Regions from separate parts of the Cricetulus griseus genome. Here regions 2 and 3 are each linked to region 1. The links are chromatin contacts, called in public Micro-C maps. All regions are on one chromosome and are shown on one strand. The core of a region is the stretch at or near the end of the contact, and the rest is flanking DNA. Distances in the headings are between cores, read along the strand shown.

Region 1 (5,010 bases), core at 1,103-3,602:
AAAAAGATTTATTATTTTTAAGTGGTGTGTGTGTGTGTATAGTACCCATAGAGACCAGAGGTTTCAGGTTTTCCTGCAGCTACAGTTCGAGGCAGCTGTGAGCTGCCTGACATTGGTACTGGGAACTGACTTGGATCCTCTGCAAAAGCAGTACATGGTCTCCATTACTGAACTGTCCCTCCAGCCTCCATTAGCTAAACGTCTTGTGTGGGCTGAATATCACTATGTAAGTATCTTAGTGTAAGTGCAATGAAATCAATGTGAAGCTGGGAATGTTTAGAAAATTAGCCATCTAAAGGAGACACATAGCTCTCTCATCTTTTGAAGACTTGTCTGGTAAAGGATGAAGACACAGCCAAATGATTCTAGGAAGTTGGAACCAAGGTCAAAAGATAGGAGTTGTATGAGGTTTCATGACTATATATATATATATATATATATATATATATATATATATACGATTCAGTATACAAATGTTCTTAGACTTAGTGTTATCTGTTCACAAATGGAGACAGACAGGCGATCATGTGTACTGGAGAATTATAAATTCCTGCGTGCTCCACAGTTGGGGAATGGATTTCCCATTGTCATAGATGTTGCTCAAAGAGTCAGCCCAGTACCAGATAACCACATGACAAAGACTGCTGTTTGTCCTTGGAACTAAAGCCTGTCTTAACCTGGTTGAAATGAATCTCTGGGAAATGATTGCTTTGTTGGGGCACCACTTCCCAGCCTCATCTGCACACTTGATATCTGATGAGCAGTCTTTTAACCGTGGGCATGAAAGCAGAGGTGGAGCCTATCATTTCTATATCCGTGGTTAGGAAGCCCTTCTCCATCTGCACCCTTCTTCCTCCATCTGTGGTTTGAGGCTGAGCACGGTGAGACCCTAGTGCATGTTGCAGCCATGAGAAAGAAGGAAGTTCCAGCTCTGAAGGCTTCCCACAGTCCAAGTACTGGCCTGGACTGCCACAGAGGTCATCCTTAAACCCTCATTCAGGCATTCATTCACTTTACATAGAAATTAGCATTGCTCTCCCTGACCTGGCCACTCAAGATTCCTTACAATGTGAATGAAGAGACAGACGATTGCAAGCAAATGTGGTTTGCTTCTGGGACGTATGGATCACACAACTATTGCAGAAAATTTTTGTTTTCCAGCATTGATTTTACCCAGAACAAATGTTTGAGTCGTCGTCGTCGTCGTCCCCCCACACCCCCAGCTCTAATTAAGAGCCTTTGTTCTGGTCATTTAGTCAAACCTTCTCTAGCCATGTGAGGGAATAGCCCTTCTCTTCACATATATTCTGTTTTCAGCTGTGCTTCCTGGGAAGTGTTGGGGATACTCAGTCACAGATAATTTTGAGACAGAAACGAGGAAACAGTAGCATGGCAATTTCACTAGTGACTGAAGGGATGGGGAGAGTATACAGAAGCCAGAAGCAGCTGCTGAACAGCTCATAATATTGTCTTCCCAGACTCTCCAAGGCAGCTGAGGGCCTAAGCAGAGAAACCAGATTTCTTCTGGGCACATATTACTCTTCTCCCCTTTGAAGGACATTGGATTCCCTTACAACCATGAAGGCCAGAAGCACGCTTACCATTAGAAAATAGCCCTGCAGTAAAAACTCTAACCTTGGTTAAACATACAGAGCACCATCCCACAGTCCCTGGTGATAAAGCACTAATGCACCAGAGTTATTAGGGTGGAATATATTGGCCACCTTTTGCAGAGTAGGACCTGGGGCAAAAAGAGCATAGCCCCTTGTTGGCAAGCAGAATGATTCCTACAGAGAGGGAGGGGACAGGAGTAATGGCCAGCTTGTTTTCCTCTGGTGTGCTCAATCTAGTCTGTACATATGTGCAGATCCATATTTAGAATTTGTCTAGGCAGAGAGTGTTGAGCCACAGTAGCTCTTGCTTGTCACTCGAAAGATACTGAGGAGAAAGGGGAAGTCCAAAGCCAAGTTTCTTATCAGGAGCTTGATTCTCTTCCTCCTCACAAATCTGCTAAGATGGAATCTGCCTGATGTGGAAATGAAGGCTGCCCGTCAAGGACATGGAGCGTTTGTGTCCTTCTCCCATGAGTGTCTGTCATATTGGCAGGCAGATGTGAGGCTCATGTGGGGCCGTGGTGGGTCAATAATGTCAATATGGTTTTGAGTTTACATTCAGCTTTCCTTTGACTAAAGAGATAGCTATTATGTATAATTAAGGCTTGGGAAATAGTGTCAGCAGTTTTCCTTAGAGAAATGAATGAGGAAAATAGCTGCAGGGGCCCAAGTCTGTGACAGCGGCTGGCTGTAACTCCAGGCTACACTGCTTGCTGCCCAGGAGATGTGAGCTGTTTCCCTGGAATGAGTGTATTCAGGAGCTTCTCCCTTCAGGGCATTCTTCTGCACCCCCTCTTAGAAGAGTCTAAATCCAAGAGACTGCCTAGTTACAGTTAAGGCTAAGGTTTCAATCCCAAAGTCCCTCCCTGCTCTGAACACCACAGTGACCTGTCACCTCCATTCCAAAGCTAACTCTCTGAGAATAGCCTCTGGCAGCCTCTCTGTCTGTGTCCTTGATGGTCAGCCATGTGTGACCTCATGTGGCTGCCTGGAACTGAGGCTGGCGGTCCCAGGAAGGTCCGGTGTCTTCAGTGAGCACCCCTGTCTCTACCAGATCAACATGATTCCAGAGTGGCTCAGAGGAGTGTGAAGCTGTGAACGTGAGAAAGTCACTGTTCTACTGGTTCCCAGTTTCTTCCCCAGATCTGGTGACCCTGAGAACCCTTTGGCAGCATTCTCCTGGCTCCCCCTAGTGGCCCAGGGAACCACAGCCAAAATTATTATTACTTTTTGATATACAATTGTATCATTGTCCATTCTCAGTCCTCTTTCTAAACCCTCCCAAGTACCCCTCCTTGCTTTGTTACTTGATGATATGCCTAAGGAAATTCCTTGGCAACGTCTTTCTGCAGGGCCCCACAAATTTTAGGGCAACTGGGACCACCCTGATTCTAAAGCCCAGTGCCTGGGGTCCTGGGAGCTTTGGTGTTTTTCTGTACTATATCCCCATAGTCATGTTTCCTGCAGGAACCTTAGAGGCCACTTGATTGTGAGGTTGTACTGGGAGAATCTCGTCTTTGGATTTGTTTTTTAAAGACCACATGAGTCTACACTGTCCTAAAACTCATCTTGTAACCCAGGTAGGGTTCAAGTTTGAATGACTGTCTGCCTTAGCTTCCTGAGTGTTGAGTAGCATTGCGACCTATGGTGGCAGCCTGTTTTAATGGGTAGTCCTAAAAGGTGAGAGAGCCTTCAACTCTGACAATGGGTCTTGTGCCAGTCCTAAACCTTCCAGATTTCTGGCAATTTGGATAGAATGTTTCATGGACATCACTGAAATGATTCTGATTTACAACCACACGGTTTTCAAATACCTGCAAGGTACTATATCACCACAGATGAACCAAACCAACAAACATCACCACCAACCCTCACCACAGCCGCCATCACCACCAACCCTCACCACAGCCGCCATCACCACCATCCTCATCAGTCATGAACTTCAACACAGTCCTCACCATCAACCTCACCACAGCTGCCATCACCATCCACACAGTCCATCCTCAGATTGAGCACAGGGCTGGAGTTGCAAGATCTCTGATGTGGCTGAGAATTTGTATATATTTTTAAAGAAGAGTAAGCAAGTTAAGTTTATTGTGAAGAAAAGTTGTGTCTCTCTGCAGCAGAGGGTACCACAGAGGAGGAGGCCTGAAATAGGTTCCCCTGGGGTAAGTTTTAACCATCGTTTTCCTCTGAAATTGAATTTTTTCTTTACTGGAGAAGAGTTTTCTATTAGACCCAACTTAAAGAACCTTTGTTAGGGAATGGGATGAGGGCATGGGAAGGGGCACTTTGGGGTTGGCAAGTATGGAGCCTCTTGATTCAGGCTGGACTGAGAGCCCGGCTCCAATGTTTACTGAACCATTGTATGATCCTTATCCAATACCTGCCATATGAACGTTGTGCCTTCATCTTGGAGACTACATTAAACTCTTAGGACATTTCCTGACTCTATACAGACTGTTCTTACTAGAAATGAAGATAGAACACAAGGCCATACCTTTGTGACCTTTCATTTGGGCACATTAAAGCTTCCAAAATTTGCCAAAGATAATTTGGGTTTGGAAAATTAATAAAACATCTTGCTTCCATTCAGAGCCCTGGCCTAATGAGCCCCAGGTCTCGATGAGTTGATGGCTGATGCAACTGTTGGAAAGCAGAGGCTTAGCTCATGGGATGCTTCCATGGTGGACTCGTGTGTACTGTATTTGTAGAAGGCTGATTAAATCCTGACCTGGCTATCTTGGGAAGCTGCAAGTGGCTGTGAGAGATGAGCTTTAGGCTCAAGCCCAAACCTGGAGGACAGATGTCCACAGAGAATGATGTTCCAAGTTACCCTTGGAAACTTCTGTGGGGAAATCAGGCTTTGAATTTCATTCGAGGGAGCTGAACACAGGGAAGGGGTCCCTGGGGCAGACAGGCTGCATGAACCAAAAGTAAGGAAACTAGCCAAGAATTATTGATAGGGAACACACACCATATATGCGTAAATGCAGCACACTGTAAACCTTGTCAATGTCCAACATTTCACAAACACTAAACACATTGGTGAGAGGGTGGGAGACATACACTTTAAATAGAAACCAGAGGTATATTCTGTTCAGTTCAATGCTATGATGGAGTACTGAATATTTAATTCACCCATCTGAAAGGAACTGTGGAAAGCCTGGGCTCCCAGGGGTGAGGTGAGGCTCTTCAGCAGGAGCCAGATGCTGACTTCCAGGTTGCCTTAGCACAAGGACTACACTGTGGTCACAGGGTCCTTCTCTTTTTCTCTCCTGGCCTCTGCTCTCTGTGGAAAAACTTCCTTTATTGCTGCATGCTGCCAGTCCTTGTTTTTCCCATGACACAAACATGATATGTCATGTTAAAGGAGAAGAGACAAATGGAGGAGTCG
Region 2 (5,010 bases), core at 1,440-3,939, 690 kb before region 1:
TCATACCTATAGTCACAACTACTGTGAGTTCATATGTGCAGCTGCCCTGCTGTGTCCAGAAGACACTGTTTCCTTGAAATTCACCACCTCTGACTCTTACATTCTTTCTTTTCACTCATCCTCAATAATTCCTGAGCCTTGGGATGAGGGGTGTAATCTATATGTTCCAGTTAGGGCCGAGAGCTCTTCAGTCTCCTATTCTTTGCACGTTGGCCAGTTGTGGGTCTCTGTGTTAGTCACCATCTGCTGTAAACAGAAGCTTCTTTGATGAGAGCTGAGAGATGAATTTACTCTGTATTTCATCTTTTGAGAACTCTCTATTTGGTTCCATGATGCATTTTTTTTAATTTGGTTGTTGGTTTTGTTGATTTCTTTTCAGTTATTTGTATATTCTGTATACTACCCCTCTGTCAAATTACTTCCCATTCCATGAGTTACCTTTTCACTTGAATGGTAATGTCCTTTGCCAAATAGCAACTTCAGTTTCATGAGGACCCAAACTGTTGGATTTAATGCCTATGCTACTATGGTCCTGTTCAGAAAACCCCTTCCTATGCCAGTGAGTTCAAACTATTCTGTACTTTCTCATCTGTCATTTGGAGTTGAGTTTTGTGCAAAGTGAGAGATAAGGATTTCATTTCATTCTTCTAAATGTAGCTATCAGCTTGACCAGCACCATTTTTGAAGATGCTGTCTTTTCTCCAGGGTGTATATACCATAGTTTCTTCATTCATTCATCATTTGGTGGTAATTGTGAATGGTGCCACAGTGAAGGCAGGAGTGCACATGCCTCTTTGAAATATATATTTCACTTTCTTTGGCTAAATGTCCAGTAGTAGAATTACAGTTACTCTATTTTGAAATGTACTTTAGTGTGTGTGTGGGGGGGGTGTGTGTATGCATGTATGTGTATATGTGTGTGTTTGGGTACACATGCCATAGTATGTGCGCCATGGTACAAATGTGGAAGTCAGAGGACAACTTTGGGAGTCTGTTCCTTCCACCCTGGGTTCAAACTCAGGCTGTCAGGCTTGAATAAGACTGTTCTTCCACTGAGCCATCCTGCTGGCCCTATCTGTAATGTTTTGAGGAACCTCCATAATATTTTCTGCAATGCTTGACTAATTTGCATTCCCAACAACACTGTGTATTAATAATTAATTATTAGCTCCATTCCCTCCACCTTGTCACCAGCTCTTGTTATCCTTAACAGCCATTCTAACTACTGTGAGATGATTTCTCATGTCTTTATTTCTGTTTCTGTGACCATTGGGATGTTGAATATTTTTTCATTTGCCTCTTGGCCACTTTTGAAAACTATCTGTTTAAGCCAATTGCCCATTTGTGAATCATATTATTATTTGGTATTGTTTGCTTGCCTTTGCCTTTAAATTGAGTTATGTGTAGATTCTGCATAGCAAGCCCTTGCTACCTTCTTTAAATCCAGCCCCACCATTTTCCTAAAGTTACTTTTTGACAATAACAATTCAAGTTAAATTGACTTGTAAACTATTAAATGAGACATAAAACTTAGCTGTTGTCACTAATAATATCATTAAAACTGTCGTACTCTTTCCAGTATTGATCTCATAGGTTCCCAACTGAACACGGTACTTATTCTTGTGACATTAATTTCATTCATTGATTGTTTCATTTTAACACTCTCTCATAGCCTGCCTCTGAACTTGATCTCAAATGTTCCCTCTCCCTGATTCAGCCCTTTGTGACTCCAGGTCATGGGTCTGCAACATTGACATTGGAACTATGATACAGAGAGACAGAGCAGACACATCAATGAAAATCATTGAATAGCTTCCACTTTAAGCACCATGCTATCTATCTAAAAAAAAAAAACAAAAGCTGAAAATGGTTTTGACCACAGTTGACTTAGCCTATTACTCTCCTTAAGCCCAGCTCTAATTCCTGGTTTTCAGGTCCATATCTAAAGCCAAACCGGGGTTCTCAGCAAAGAGTACATCTTGTATTAAAAGCACAGTTGTAGCCATCCCCAAGATCTCCCTTACCTCTTTATAAAGACCTCATTCTACCTCTGGTGCCTCACTAAACATGCCTCCTCCATGTACAGCCAAACCCTCGGGGGTTCGGAATTAAGGCAGGAACACAGTTCAGCCCCTAACAGGAAGGAAGAGGAGTTGCTGGGTGAGATCAGAGGAATGGGAGCTGGTGGCTTAGGACAAAAAATTACCATGCTAATGGCCCAGTTGTAAGCTAGTGTCAGGGTCAGCCTGGGCAAACGTCTAATGAGAACTGATGGCCATGGCTGTGGCCATCTTCAGATGGCAGGACTTCAGAATGAGAAGCATTCGTTTCCTTTAAAAATATTTTCTTGCCGGGCATTGGTGGCACACGACTTTTAGTCCCAGCACTCGGGAAGCAGAGGCAGGCTGATCTCTGAGTTAGAGGCCAGCCTGGTCTACAGAGTGAGTGCCAGGACAGGCTCCAAAGCTACACAGAGAAACCCTGTCTAAAAAAAAAAAAAAAAAAAAAAAAAACAAAAAACGAAATAATTTTATGAAACAAAAAACTGTATTTAATTTAATACAGTTCCCACACCATGAGGGACTGTAATAAAGGATGGCAGCATCAGCAAGGTTGAGAACCGCCGCCCTAGAGTATGCATTGAAACTGTTAAGCGCTAAGGGCTCAACGTGGCTCTTTCTGTTTCTGATTCCCCAGCCACTTAGTCAGCCTTGATGGATGATTCACTGTCAGACTTTCTTTTTGTTCCCCCCCACCACCAAGGGTCATGTGCCTGCAGTTTCCTACAAACACCAGTAGATGGCAATCTTCCATCCCTGGCGGGTTGACCTACGGGACTCATCACTGACCTGGCCCCTCAGGGACAGATCTTACCCTATCTTGCCTTAGAACCTGAGACCTAACAAGGATCAAAAACTAGGTGCCTGTCTGGAGGCACAGTGTCTGTCCCCCACATTTGTCCTTGTGTCCTCCCCTCACCCCGATGGCTGTTCTCCATCACAGTCTCTCACAATCACCCCATGACTATTCTCCATCAGAGTCTCTCACAAATGTCCCATGCTGTCTAGGTTTGTTTCACTTTTCTCAAGTCAGCTAAGCTTTTTTGTAGGCTTGCTCCATCTCAAACCAGTTCAGGAGTGGTGTCCTACCTTTTGACATCACAATATGAGGTTGTCATCGGCAAATGTGTTGGCAACATTCACACTATCCTGAGACAGGTGTGATTCATGGGCTGCAGGCTCCACACATCTGAACCTTTTCCATCCCCCACCCCCCAGGAAACCAGACCCTCTGTTCCTTCTCACCTGAAGCCAACACTTACAAGAAAGTCCTCCTTGCTTTATAACATAGCTCCTAATTCCCAGCTCATCGTGTGACACAGACACTAAAGGACCGCCCCTTACAAAAAGCCTCATAAATGATTAGACAGACTTTTCTGTGAAATAAAAAGCATGAAGACTTTTGTATCAACTACCAGCAGCACAACTACCAATTTAGTTTGGTTTTGATGTTTTAAAGGATTAAAAATTTAATATTGGCCATAATATTTTAAGCAAAATAAAGCGTTGGTGTTTGTGTCAAGAACCCATCGGATGACAAGTAATGTGATTGATGAAATGGCATTAAATATGATTGATGAAATGGCATTAAAAGTGTGACTGTGCCAGGGAAGAATCTCAGAGGTGGGGAAAGAAGCCGGCGCCTGACAGTGAAGACAGAGAAATGCAACACAATGGTAGTGGTGCCGCGGTTGCCAGCACTGGCTGAGGCTAACTCAGGGCAGACATGTGAGGAGCAGTTTAAACGCATCACCATCCATTGGAAAGCCTCTCACCCTATGAGATGGCTATTCCTGCTTTTGTCCTAGAGGTAGAACTAAGGTCAGAGAGGTGAAGGTTTCCCAGGATCTCAGTGTCCTGACTCTACAGCAGAGGGTGGTGTCTACCCCCAATGCCACATCAATAACAGCACAATTGCAGCTCTTTGAAGGTGAAAAGATTCTAAATTAATCAAGAAATATGACGCTGCGTTCCCCCCAGTCCTCACAGGAGTGACTAAGTCCACTCATGTCATCTATGGCCAGCTGGCCGTGATAAAGCAATGGCTATACACAGAGGACCAAAGAAAAAACACACAGGTTTCTCCTTGTTTAGCTAACCCAAATGGGTCCCCCCCAGCCCTGCCCCAGCCCCAACCCAGCCCTGACCCCAGCCCTGCAAGAATGTAAGAGTCAGTTTGCCCCCTGGGATATGCTGGGCATTTCCATCTCACACTCTGCCATGCACTTACTTTTATATCAAAAGAAGTAAGAAGCACACAGTTAATGGGCTACCCTCTGAGGGCCCTATCTGCCCTGATCTTCTCATAGCCAAGGCCCCAATAAGTATGCAAGTTGTACTACTGTCTTCTAAGCATAGAGATGTCCTTTACTAGAATCCTAGGAATCCCTGAGCTTCTACATTTGACTACGCCACAGTCATTATTCTAAGACAAGACCTAAGAGTTTGGTACACACTAAAAATTAACAGCCAGCTTTCTGAAGTGTCAGATTTAAAGCCAGTTTTGTAAATCTGCAGTGAGCCCTGCACCTGTGCCCTTAGCCCAGAAGATCCCATGCCCACAGTGGGCTCACCAATGGAAGCTATTAAAACTACAAGGAAAATAAACTGAACTTCTGTTATTCTGAGTTCCAAGAGATTCTGATTCGCTTAGGCAGAGGATATAGACTGCAAAGCACCTCAGAGAAGCCTCTTTGGCCAGGTCATGGAGTGACTTTTTATCTGTGTACATGCACAGGCACGTGCACACACACACACACACACACACACACACACACACACACACACACACACACACACAAACACATGCACACACGCATTCTCATAACAGCTATTTTTGTTTCATCTTAGAGTGGAACTGAGGTGAACTTTTCCTGGGGAGAAATATGCAGCACTGTTGATAAGCTTGGCTTCCTGCTTCCTATTCTGAGGCTGGGTCAGAAACTTGTGT
Region 3 (5,010 bases), core at 1,020-3,519, 510 kb before region 1:
ATAATTTGCTTAAAGAGATTATTATGTTGAATATTCTATAGTACTTAGAATTATAGCTATCGTTGGAAAATTCAATTATTTGACTTATGTGCTTTTAACTTTTTCTATCAAGGCAACTTCATTTGCTCTATCAAAGTAAATTAAAAACAAACAAACAAACAAAAAAACCTCAAACTGTGGTCTTTTAATGAAACCGCCAGAAGCTACTGGCCATGGGTATTTAAAATTGCTTTAAAGATATTTGGTACCACATAATCTCAGCAATGTTCTTTAGAATTTGTGGAAAGCAAAGTTAAAACAAAACAAACCAACAACCACCCTACTTACGTTCACATTTAAAATACATTGACATGATGCACAGAAAATCATACATAGCCAGGGACAACTCTCAAAACGGCAGATCTGATAACCTTGCCGGCATTTTCATGGAGCCCGGTTATAAAGATCTTGCAACAAAACATGGATGATGCAGATTTAATGACTGACAGCTTCTATAAATCACAGCACTTCACTGCTGCAGTTCGGAAAATTGTTTCCTAAACAAATGTAAACGGCAGAACTCCGTCACAGTGCACGGAAAGCCCTTTTCTGGCGCACTGCTTTTGCTTTTTTTACTTTCTCCCCCAGTACGCAGAAATAGATGTTGACTCTTTCTTTCCACACCCCCCATCCCACCCGAACGTGAGCTCCTCACACACAGGCTCCCTTCTTCTGCGTGCGGGCGGCTCGGCAGCCGAGGAGGCTGGGTCCCTGCTCGGTTCCTCTCCTCTCCGACCGCAGCCGTGCCGTGAGGAGAACGGGACCACGCGTCATGCCGCCCGCCTGCCCGTGGGTGCGCACGCGTGTCCCGTCTCCGCCTACGGTTCGGGTGCCGCGAGGCCCGTCACGCGTGGGGTATGGCTCCCGGGGACACCTCACGGGAGCCCCGCAGCGGGCGATGCTGCGGCGCGGTCGCCCACGCGCGCCAGCTCAGCCGGCCGCCCACCGGCATCACGAGCGGGATGCGGACTCGTCTGCGCCTGGTCCGACGGCCGGGTCCCCCACCCCGCCCGCCCCGCCGGGTGGGCGCCGCGCCAGAACGGTTCCGGCCCGCTTCTCGGTCCAGAGGCCACCGCCGCTGCCCCCCCTCGCCCCCCACGCAGGCGCGCTCTCCGGCCGATAGGGCGGGGCGACCCTCGGAAGGGGCGTGGCCACAGCCCTCGACGCGCGCACGCGCCCTCGGCCTCACGGCTACGTGTCGGGCCACGTGATGCCCACCCGAGAGTGCCCCCAGTGAAGCAACAGGACGTTAAAAAAAAAAAAAATTCTCCTTTTTTTCTTTTCCTGAGGGGTGGCGAGGAAGGTGGACGAAGAGGTTTTAAAAAAAAAAAGAGAGAGAAAAAAATCCCCTCAAACTATAGTAACGCGCCGAGAGGCGAGGCCAGGGCGGCGGCGAGCGCAGCGCCCGCGCATAGTCCCGCCGGAATTCCTCTCAGCCGACGCGCCCGACCGCGCCCGCCGCCTCAGCAACAGCGCGCCGACGAGCCAGCGCCGCCGCCCGCGTCCCCTCAGCCGCGACCCCGGCCCCGCGCAGGCCGCCGCAGCCGGCGCGCGTCCCCCTCAGCCGCGGCCCGGCCCTCGGCCACCAGCCGGCCGTCCGTCCGTCCCGCCCGAGCGGCCAGGGGCAGGGGCGCCGGCGGCGGCGGGGGGCGGGAGCGCGCCTAGCCCCGTAACGGCCGCCCTGCGCGCCCGGCCCGCCGCCCGCCCCCGGCCCTGCCCGCGCCCCTCCCCCCGCCGCCGCCGGCAGCGCCGCCTGAACTGAGGCGAACTCCGCCGCCAAGTGAGTGAGGAGGAGGAGAGCCGCGGAGGAAGAGGAGGAGCGGCAGTCGGAGCGGCGGCGGCGGCGGCGGCAACGCGGGGGCGCCGCGGCGGACAGCACCGCAGACTCGCGAGCTTCGGCGCAGGCGGCGCGACCGGCCGACGAGCGGCCCCTCGACTCCTCGCGGCGCAGCGGCCCCGCGCCGCGCTCGGCCCCGAGACCCGCCTCCGCCGCCGGCCTCGCGAGGGGAGCCGCGCCGGGCGGCCGAGGAGCGGCGGCCGCGGCGCGTCGGGCCGGGCGAAAGTGCCTGCGGGGGGGCGGGCGGGCGCGCGGAGCCGGCCGCCCCGGGGCTCGGCGCGGGAGCCGGAGCGGAGTCGGCGCGGAGCGGGACGCCGCGTCCGAGCGGCCGGCGGCCGGAGCTCGCCCCGCCCCTCCCTCCTCTCCTCCTCCTCTCTCCTCCTCCGGCGGCGCGCGGCGGCGGCGGCGCGGGCGGAGTGAGCTGCGGAGCCTGGAATATGGTCGGGGAAATGGAAACGAAGGAGAAGCCGAAGCCCACCCCAGATTACTTGATGCAGCTGATGAACGACAAGAAGCTCATGAGCAGCCTGCCCAACTTCTGCGGGATCTTCAACCACCTCGAGCGGCTGCTGGACGAAGGTGAGCCTCTCGACCCCCGCGGGCGAGCGGGCGGGCGCGGCGGCCCGGGATGGCGGGGCGGCGGGAAGGTCAGGCGGGCGGGCGCACAAAGGCGGCGCGGGCGGCTCGCGGCGGGTCGGGGCCAGGGCCGGGGCAGGCCCGAGGGCGGACCCGGAGCTCGCGGGCGGCAGGGCGGCGGGGCGGCGGGGCTGCGGCCAGCTCCCGACGGCGCGGCAGATAGACACCCCGCCATCCCGACCGATCTGGCCGGGCCACGCGAGCTCTGCCTCGCCTCGCCCGCGGGGCCCCGGCTGGGGGTGCCCGTCTCAGTGGAGTTGTGTGGCCCGCGGTACAGGAGTGGACTCTTCGGGTGTCCACAGATTACGTAGGGTACCGAAAAGTAGTGCTTATGTGGCCGAAGGCGAGCACGAGCTGACACAGAGCACAGCACTTTTTTTGTCCTTTGTTTAGGGAAGCGAGAACTGTTTGGGAGTTTAACTTCACTTTTTTTTTTTTTTTTTGGGTGGCGGGGGGAGGAGTATGAAATACCGCGATGACAGACCTGAACGGAATCCGAGTTCGGAAGAACTCACTGGGGCGGAGGGTTAGCTCCAGGCGTAGCCGCCCGCGTCCCTGGGGCGGGGAGCTGGAAGTTTGAAAGGACGGGAATAAAATAGAGCGCAAGTTTGCAGAAGCCGAGTTGGGAGCGCTGCAGGGAGCGAAGAGTGGCTAGAAGATGCATGCTGGTCAGCTCTGGCAGTCCTCTAAGAACTTCTCTCAGCAGCGACCTGGAGTGTTAGTTCCCAGGAGCCGTGGGTTTCCGCGGATTCCCGGGGCGGCCTGTGGGGCAGGAGGACCAACAAGTCCGCTTTGAAAACCGTGTAGCGGGGAGTTTCCCTTTTGTTTTTAAAAGTCTCCAGGCGGGGGGCTGTCTGAAGGAAGCGGAAAACTGTGCTGATGTGCGGATGAACAGTGGATTTTAGCATCTTGAGAAGAATCTCGAAATATTTTCAAATACAGCTAGAGAAATCAAAATTTATGCTCAAGGAGCAGGCATATCAGGGAAGAACAAAAGACTTTGAATACCTCCGAGCTAAGAGCGAGCTTCTTTTGGGTGGGGAGCCATAGGCAGGACTTGAGGCAGAAAGCGCTCAGTTATGACGCCTGAACATGCATACAACAGTAACAAGTCGAAAGGGACATTTCCTACTTTTGGGTCCGCGTGTCTGTTAGTCTCAGACGCCTCGGAGGAAAGTTGTGCTGCCCCTTTAAGGGGTTTTGCCTATTTGTGTTGGCATTTGAAAGATTGTGGAGGCAGAAAACTTTCTGGAATGTCAAAAAAAAAAAAAAAAAAAAAAAAAAAAAAGGAGGGTGTGTGTGTGCTGGAACTCTTCAATTGAGTATTTCCAAATGTGAGCGCTAAGGGGCGCCAGCTATTTTTTTTTAACCTTGGAATGTTTGGAACAAAATGTCTAGCATGCTTAAAAATCTGACCTATATTAAGTTCAGTAGAAATTTAAATTTTAGGTGACTTCACCTGTCATTATTTATCCACAAATGTGATTTCAGAGACAACACCTAATTTACTGTTATTTTTTCACTTGGTGTGTTGTTTTCATGGTATTACTGTGAAATTTATGATGAAAATTATAGTTTTTTAAAAGTACAGTGTATGGGGAATCTCTTACACGCCTAGACAGCATTTAAAATGGATTAATATGCATTCTTAAAGTTCTCCGTATACTCAAGTGACATATTGAGATCATAAAAAGTTTGGAAATACTATAGGAGTTTCCTCGATTAGTTGTAAAAGGCTGCTCATGTAGTCTTTCAGACTGATCAGATATAACCACCTTAGTTTGAGGTTGGCATAAGTCAGCTGGAGGAATTTCAATTATGTCATTATTTCTGCACAGGCTTGTTTATTACTCTCTAGTTAGAAATAGTAACCCTTTGTGTTCCAAATGTAAAAGAAAGCTAGTTTAGGATTACAGTATTCAAAATAATATTTGTTTCTTTCCTTTTCCTGTTTTCTCCATCTTTCACCTCAGTCTGCCTTCTGTACTCAGGAGTCTGCATTAGGCCAGTATACAGAGAACTTCCATGCTTGTAGGTAGTGTGTTTACAATAGACCTCAGAATGAATAGGAAGTGTGATTGTTTTAATCATATCAGAGCAAATGTTGCAGGACAGGGGCTAGTCCTTAATGTGTTATAAGCCTTTTCCTGTACTTGCTAGTCTTATTATAAATTTAATTTGACTTGAAAATACTGGTTTCTTAAGTGCAAGATCATAATTTTCTTGCTAGATGACTTAATTGTGAAAATTGGCAACTTGTGCTTTACCCCCTTGTGGCCTCTCATTGTCCAAAAACAAATTAATCATGACTTGTGTTTGTGGTTAGGGATTACACTCTCCTTTGTCTGTAATGCTTGGCAGAAAGATTACTTTTAAATTCAGATAAAACTAAGTTTCACTTTAGGGATTAAATTGTTCAATGGCATTGAGATATTCTATTCTCTGATAGTTAGAAATTTTGAATGGGACTGTCTAGCAATTTTATTTTTAAAATACTT

The links. A called contact is a pair of places that touch in the nucleus more often than the background predicts.
Region 2: a contact with region 1 is called in a Micro-C map of the CHO-K1 cell line, with 3 times the contacts expected there. The contact joins two enhancer-like sites. A contact is called at or near these places in 3 of 8 Hi-C or Micro-C datasets (the CHO-K1 cell line and liver).
Region 3: a contact with region 1 is called in a Micro-C map of the CHO-K1 cell line, with 7 times the contacts expected there. The contact joins the promoter of Qki here to the enhancer-like site in region 1. A contact is called at or near these places in 5 of 8 Hi-C or Micro-C datasets (the CHK-Q cell line, the CHO-K1 cell line, fibroblasts and 1 more).

Annotation. Positions count from the first base shown.
Region 1 is chr2:291,000,554-291,005,563 of CriGri-PICRH-1.0, forward strand. No RefSeq gene overlaps it. Among named protein-coding and RNA genes, the nearest start is that of Qki, 510 kb to the left of the region's middle. Within about 2 kb of position 2,353, at least 3 of the 6 cell types and tissues checked have open chromatin away from gene starts, as enhancers often do. A contact at or near this core is called in the CHO-K1 cell line and fibroblasts, where this site is marked.
Region 2 is chr2:290,309,207-290,314,216 of CriGri-PICRH-1.0, forward strand. The region is part of intron 4 of Pacrg (parkin coregulated gene protein); the gene reads left to right. Among named protein-coding and RNA genes, the nearest start is that of Qki, 180 kb to the right of the region's middle. Within about 2 kb of position 2,690, at least 2 of the 6 cell types and tissues checked have open chromatin away from gene starts, as enhancers often do. A contact at or near this core is called in the CHO-K1 cell line, where this site is marked.
Region 3 is chr2:290,488,425-290,493,434 of CriGri-PICRH-1.0, forward strand. It overlaps Qki (protein quaking), which reads left to right and starts at 2,270. Exons shown (of 8, transcript XR_003482378.2): 1 at 2,270-2,455.